2 separate regions of the Mus musculus genome follow, and region 1 is linked to region 2. The links are chromatin contacts, called in public promoter capture Hi-C maps. All regions are on one chromosome and are shown on one strand. The core of a region is the stretch at or near the end of the contact, and the rest is flanking DNA. Distances in the headings are between cores, read along the strand shown.

What was found. Promoter capture Hi-C pulls out the DNA fragments that hold promoters and counts their contacts.
Region 1: a contact with region 2 is called in a promoter capture Hi-C map of liver, with 3 times the contacts expected there. The contact joins the promoter of Plpp7 here to the promoter of Sh3glb2 in region 2. A contact is called at or near these places in 2 of 39 promoter capture datasets (both in liver) and 1 of 115 datasets of contacts at active chromatin or transcription factors (embryonic forebrain).

Annotation. Positions count from the first base shown.
Region 1 is chr2:32,093,657-32,096,977 of GRCm38.p6, reverse strand. Plpp7 (phospholipid phosphatase 7 (inactive)) reads right to left here and starts at 1,450. Exons shown (of 2, transcript NM_145521.4): 1 at 716-1,450. The coding sequence starts at 1,166.
Region 2 is chr2:30,357,363-30,360,763 of GRCm38.p6, reverse strand. Sh3glb2 (SH3-domain GRB2-like endophilin B2) reads left to right here and starts at 1,448. Exons shown (of 12, transcript NM_001289709.1): 1 at 1,448-1,621. The coding sequence starts at 1,559.

The sequences.
Region 1 (3,321 bases), core at 201-2,700, 1.7 Mb before region 2:
ACCAGGAGGTGCTAGGAGGATGAGTGGGGTGGGGGCTGGGTACCATCTCTAGGTAGAAGGAATGGCTTGCTTTCCACATGGGTACCACATGGCAACTGGAACCTGGCAGTGTTGGTTTGGAGGGCTAGTGGCAATGACTTTGGCAAAGGAAACTGACAACCAGGCTCCTTTCTCCAAAGGCATCCCAGGGGGAGGAGCGGGCTAGTGCTCCAAGTGGCTCAGAGTGGGTAATAGGAAACCTTAGGTGGGTCCCTTGAACCTTTAGACTCTAGAAGAATCCTAGGCAATTTGTAGGGTCTCTAGCTGAGCATGAAAGAGGGGAAAATTTGGGGTCAGTTCAGTAGTGTCTGTAACTGGTTAGGAATAACAACCTGACCAAGACATCACACTAGGCCACTCAGCAGAGCCCCCAAATTCACCCCTTGACCTCTTTGTACTCTGCCCCTGGACAGCACCCCTGTACAGAGAATTGATTCCCAGAGGTGCCTGCTGGCCTCTGCATGCTCCAGCCCTCCGCTCCCCCCCCCCAATTTGCAGGGGGCCCTTGCCTCCCCACACTAGAGGCTTGTCCATTTCTGGGGCACCCTTTCTGCCTAGCCTCATTACACGAGTTCCTTGGTTTCTCACAGAGCCTGATGATCCTGGAAGGGGTTGGGCCGGCTCCCAGAAGGCCTGGCGGGCCGGGTGACAGACAGATGGCCGCGGGCACACTCACCTAGCAGCAGGTTCATGAGCACCTCTTGGCCAGCCAGGGTGCTGCTTCTCACCAGGCAGAGGATGGTGCCCCCGATCCAAGGAATGCCGTGGCCTGTGATGCCAATGAGCTTGACCATGGAGCGGGCGCTGGCCCAGGATGCAGCCCGGCCGGCACACACCCCCAGTCGCTTGGACATGCAGATGTCAATAGCCAGCAGGGAGTTGAAGGCGATGCCCTTGAATGAGGGGTTCAGCTGCATGCAGTCCTCCTCGGGCAGCTGCTGTGACTGGCGACGCTCCCGTGCCCCGTCGCTGGAGGGTGGGGGTTGTGTTGAGGGCCCCGAGGCCTTCCTACCTGAGCTTCTGGGCTCCTGGGTCCCCTTGGGGGGCTGGTTCAGGGACAGGAACTCAGCCCGGTTGAGGACATTGTTGCGATCCCTGGCACGGGCCCGGCTCTGGGAAGCTGGCATGGTGACCTCACTTACTATGAGAAGGCCAGTCCCAGCCCAGTTCCAAGGGCCTTCTCCCAGAAGACAGGAGCCACCACCTTCTCTGTAGCAGCTGTTAAATATAGAGAGGAGACTTGCACATGGCTATTTACCTCCAGCTGCCACCCGGCTCCGTTGGGGACGTCAATGACAGCTGGGCAGTCAATAGAGCCCACCCTTACAGGGCCAGCGCCAATAGAGCCACGGACAGGCAGATGAATCCACAGCTGAGGCCTGGCTGCCTCGGGCCTGGGCTATTTAAATCTGCCAATGGCTGGTCCTTGGGCTCTGAAGAACTCTGGGAAATGTAGTCCATTGTTCTTGATTCACCCTTTGCTTCCCGTTCTGGTCTCTGGCCCTAGCAGAGATGGACTCTAAATTAACACCTGCTTTTCCCAGCTACACTTTGACCAGCTTTGACCAGGGCAGATCCTTCATAGCCAGGTCCTCTTGTTCCCCTGGCTGGGCAGTGGGTACTTTAATCCCAGGGACTGTAGGGGAATTTTGATGTCACTGAGAGCACTCTATGTTGGGTCTCTAGGGCTAAGTCAACTATCCCCTTTCTTCTTTCCTCCTCCTCCTTCTTCTTCTTTCTTCTTCTTTCTTCTTCTTCTTCTTCTTCTTCTTCTTCTTCTTCTTCTTCTTCTTCTTCTTCTTCTTCTTCTTCTTCTTCTCTCCTCCTCCTCCCTCTTCTCCCTCTCCTCCCTCTCCTCCCTCTCCTCCCTCTCCTCCCTCTCCTCCCTCTCCTCCCTCTCCCCTCTCCCTCTCCTCCCTCTCCCTCTCCCTCACCCTTCTCTCCCCTCTCCCTCACCCTTCTCTCCCCTCTCCCTCTCTTTCTTCCTTCTTCCTTCTTCTCCTCCTCCTTTTTTAAAAATACAGTGTTGATTTTGCTGTTGTAAACTGTGGTGCATTTAAATGGTTGTTGTGAAACTGGCCTTCTGTTAGACAGATGGGTAATTAACTGGGAAGAGATCTGCCTCTTGGAGATTGACAGAAGTGACTGCCCGGGGCTCATCACATCGGGATTATGATTTGTCCGTCTGTCCCGCTCAGTCCAAGACCCAGAGTTTATGCACAAAGACCACCCCAGAGCGTCTTAAGGACAAGAAGCCAACTCAGGTTCTGTTGTCTCCAGCCACAGCAGATAGGCCTGCAGGCTCCAGAGTCAGAGCCTCTCACATCAGCTCATATCAGCTGGAAGGCTTCGCTCAGCCTGCCTCTTTCCCGAACCTTAGGGTTTCTAACTGTAACACAGGCATCATAGTGCCCACTTCTTACAGTTGTGCAAGGCACTCAAATAGAAGTTTGTAAAACGCTGAGTAATTGTTCTGCTCACAGTGCTCTGTGGGACTCCATGTGATATGGAACAAAGTCCTTGTTCGTTCAAAAGGACCCAGCCCATGGCCTGCCTTTGTCCCCATTCTTGGCTGAGGTGAGGCCAGTATCCAAGAGCCCTTAATGTGGGGTTCCTTGCAAATCCCAGTTGCATACAGCTGAGACAGATGAAGTAGGGACCACCCTATGTCTCCTCTCTTAGTGTTTAATTCAGACCAAGCTTGGACTGGGAGAGCCCAGACCACATCATATCTTCCCTCCTGGGTGTGGCAACAAGGCATGTGAGCTTCCTCATCCTGGACTTTAGACAAGTTCTTCTGACTGGTCTAGAGAACAAACAATAATAGACATACTTTTGGATTTATTTATTTATTTATTTATTTATTTTTGGTTTTTCGAGATAGGGTTTCTCTGTATAGACCTGGCTGTCCTGGGACTCACTTTGTAGACCGGGCTGGCCTCGAACTCAGAAATCCGCCTGCCTCTGCCTCCTGAGTGCTGGGATTAAAGGCGTGCGCCACCACTCCCGGCCTATACTTTTGGTTTTAAATAAATGAGTTTATTAAGTAATAAAACAAGTCAAAGAAAAAGAATAAATAGTAAATTGCAGAGAAAGAGAGAGGTTTGAATGAGATGTCCCTCAAAGTCTCAGACATCTGAATACTTGGTGCCCAGTTGGTGGCACTATTAAGAATGCTTAGGTGGCCTTAGTGGAGGTAGGCTACCTGGTTTTGAGTGTGTAAAGACCCATGCCATCTTGAGTCCACTTCCTTTTTTGTGTTTCAAGATGTGAGCCTGCATC
Region 2 (3,401 bases), core at 199-2,698:
CTGTGATTCCAACAGGAAGATGGAGAAGCCGTGCCCGTCTTCAACTGTGTATTAAGTTTGAGAGCAGCCTGGGCTGCAGGAGAGAGACCTTGCAGCAAAGACCAAACCCAAAACCAAAAAAACCCAAACCAATAAACAACAACAACAAAGCAGGCAAAAGTGCATCGGAGGTCAAGCCCACACACTGTTCTTTCACAGGACCAGAATTTGGTTCCCAGCCTCCGTGTGAGGCTTCTCAAAGCTGCCTTTAATTGCAGCTCTGCCAGATCTGACCCCCTCCTCTGGTCTCTGTAAACATGTGGTGTGTGTTCACATACACACAAATAAAAACAGAAATAAATCTGAAAAGGAGGGAGGGGCTGGAGAGATGGCTTAGCAGTCAAGGGCACTGGCTGCTCTTTCAGAGGTCCTGGGTTCTGTTCCCAGCTCTCAGATGGTGGCTCACAGCCATCTGTAATGTCAGTCCCAGGGGATCCAACACCTTCTTCCGGTGTCTGAGGGCACTACACACATAGAATCCATAGTACATGCAAGCAAAACACCCTTACACATAAACACATTTTAAAAATTAACAAACAAAATAAAAGGAGGCCGGAGAGATGGCTCAGCGAGTCATGGAGCTTGCCCCGAGTTTGATCTTCAGGACTACAGAACTCATATACAAGAAGAAGAGGGGACTCTAGAAAGTTGTTCTCTGATCTCCACATCCATGCTACAGCTTTCTGTGTCCCCTGTCTCACATGCATGTGCTCTCACACGCAAACACACACTCATAATAAAACATAAAATAACATTTAAAAGCAAAAACAGGTTTGGGAAGACAGCTCCATGGTTAAAGAACTTAACTGTACAGCCTTGAGAACCTAAATAAATTAAGTCATGTAAATTCCAGAAGCATGGGCCGCGGGCTCCCATGGCCAGTGTGATGCGAGTATCCCTGCAATGTCATGGTCACGGCGACACCCTGTGCTCATGCACACGCAAGCGAACACACAGACACAAACACAAATATACAGCCACACACAGAGGGGGAAAAAATGAAAACAGGAAAGCAAACAAAAACAAAAACGGGTAGATGTGGTGCACACTTTTAATCCCAGCAGAAGTTTCTGTGAATTGGATGCCAGCCTGGTCTACATTTGGCGTTCTAGGCCAGGAGGGGCCTGGAGAGACCCTGTTTTAAACGAATATATTCCCAACTATTTAAAAAAAAAAAACTAAAATTTGCATAATGAATTACCAAAATAATCAATAGTATAGTGTTACAGTGCATCCGCAGAGACCTCCAGGGTGCACGGAAACCGGTTTAGTAAAACGTTGATTAGAGCGAACAGCCCGCTGGTGGGGCCCGCGGCCGGCAGGGGCAGCAGCGCTCCCCAAAGCCCCGCCCCGCGCGCCTGGCCCCGCCCCGCGCTCGGCTCGGCTCGGCCGCGGACGCGCGCGCGCAGAGGGCGGGCGCAGGCAGCAGGTGGGCGGGGTGCGGCGGGGTGCGTGAGGCGGGGCGGGGGGCTGCCGGCTGCTCTGGGGCCGGCGTGGCGGCCCTGCGTACGGGCGCGCCATGGACTTCAACATGAAGAAGCTGGCGTCGGACGCGGGCATCTTCTTCACTCGGGCGGTGCAGGTGAGGCCTGGCACGACGCCGCTCATGGGGCCCGGATGTGGAGCGCGCCCCGGGCGGGCGGGCAGGCTCTCTGCAGCAGGAGCCCCTTTCCTGCAGCAGCGGCTGTGCGCTCTGGGTACAGCTAGGGCCCCTGTTCTCTTGTCCCCGAGCTGCTCAGGGGAGCTCCCAGCGAGGTCAGCTGCACCCCACTATGGCCCGGAACCCATGGGGGCCTGGGCTCCGGTGCCTGGGCGCCTGGCAGTGCCCGTTTACACTGACAAGTTTGCCCACTGCCCTGGTGCCTGCACAGCCCGGGAGGTGGATGCCCACTGGGTGGTTCAGGCCTCTCTGCACTAGTCTGCCTTCCTCCCCTCCCCCGCCCCAGGCCAGGCTGGCAGGTTGAGGGCCACACAAAAATACCCCAATCTCTTTTGCGAGCCTCAGTCTCCATACCCGTGCAATGGGCAGGTTGGTGCTAATGGTTGCATCCAGTCCCTTTCACACGCTTGGGGAGTCAGGCCGGAAGCCAGGAGTTATTTCCTTTCTGCTCTGCGGGAGGCTTGTTTCCTTTTACTTCCCAGGCCTAAAGGATGTCAGAAGGCTAGGATCTGGCAGGCTCTTTGGGTTCTGTCCAGGCCGGTAATGCTGATATTGGAACAAGTCCTAAACATTTGGTAGAAGAAAGAGAAACTGAGGCGAATTCATGTCTCAGCAAAAGGCTGGAGTCAGGATATGGATGGTAATGCTCCTCATGACCTTGGGGGACAGGAGAGCTTTACTTCAGGGCCTCTGTTTCTCGCTCTGAGAAATGGGGTGAGTGGCCCTCTTTCCTGGGTTGGCTGCAAGTGCAGTTGCTGAGGCTAAGTGCACCTGTGCATCCTGCAGTGACCTTGGACAAGCCATCTGAGCCTCACTCTGCCTTCTGTAAAGCAGGTATGAGGCTCAGCTGGGAGGCCCTGTCTGCTCCAAGGCCGGGGGTGGGGTTCCTGAGGTTTCTGTACCCCTGGTCTAACCCATCTCAGTACCCCAGGAATAAGTTCTGTATGCTGCCCTTGTTGACCTGCTAGGCGCAGCCTCCTCCTCTCCCCCTCAGAGGCCCATGTGGTCGTGTTTACTAGAAAGCACAGGTCTCCCCTGAGGCTGAGTGTCCCAGTGCGGATTGCCACTCCCTGTCCAAGCTTGGTGGGCAACCCCAGCACTAGAGAGAATACGAGGGCCTCTGAGCCTCCTCTGTCTCTTGCATGAGGGGGAAAGCCTGTCCCAGGGTTGGCATGGCAACCACACTATCTCACACATCTGGGAAGAACCTGATCTGCAGCTTTCCTGTCACTGCTGGGTCTTGCCATCTGACCTGGCCAGGCCCACAGAGAGGACTCGGAGGTAGTGGTGGCATACAGCTTCCAGGCCTCACTCTGCCTGATAGGGGCAGGCACACAGGTCACACTGGAGCTGCAGCCAGGGCCCAGGCCCAGGCTGGGGTGGAGGAGGGAGCTGGGAGTGTTATAAATAGAGACTTTCTGTGCTCCACACACCCACCCTCCTGCTGATGCCATTTTGCTGGTAACTGCCTTGGACTGTTTCAGGCACCATCCCCTTCCCCTTTGAAGACAAGGCACTAGGTAGCAGAGGCGGCAGGCACCTGTAGTGTGACCTAGAGACGCGTCTACCATGGGAGGGAGGCATCAGGAAGATGGAGGTGTTCTTTATTACTAAGGTGTAACAGCTCCGATGGGTCAGTGTCCCTGTGCCAGGCACCAGGACACACAAGCACACATTCCCTGTGTGGACCAGTGATAATTTT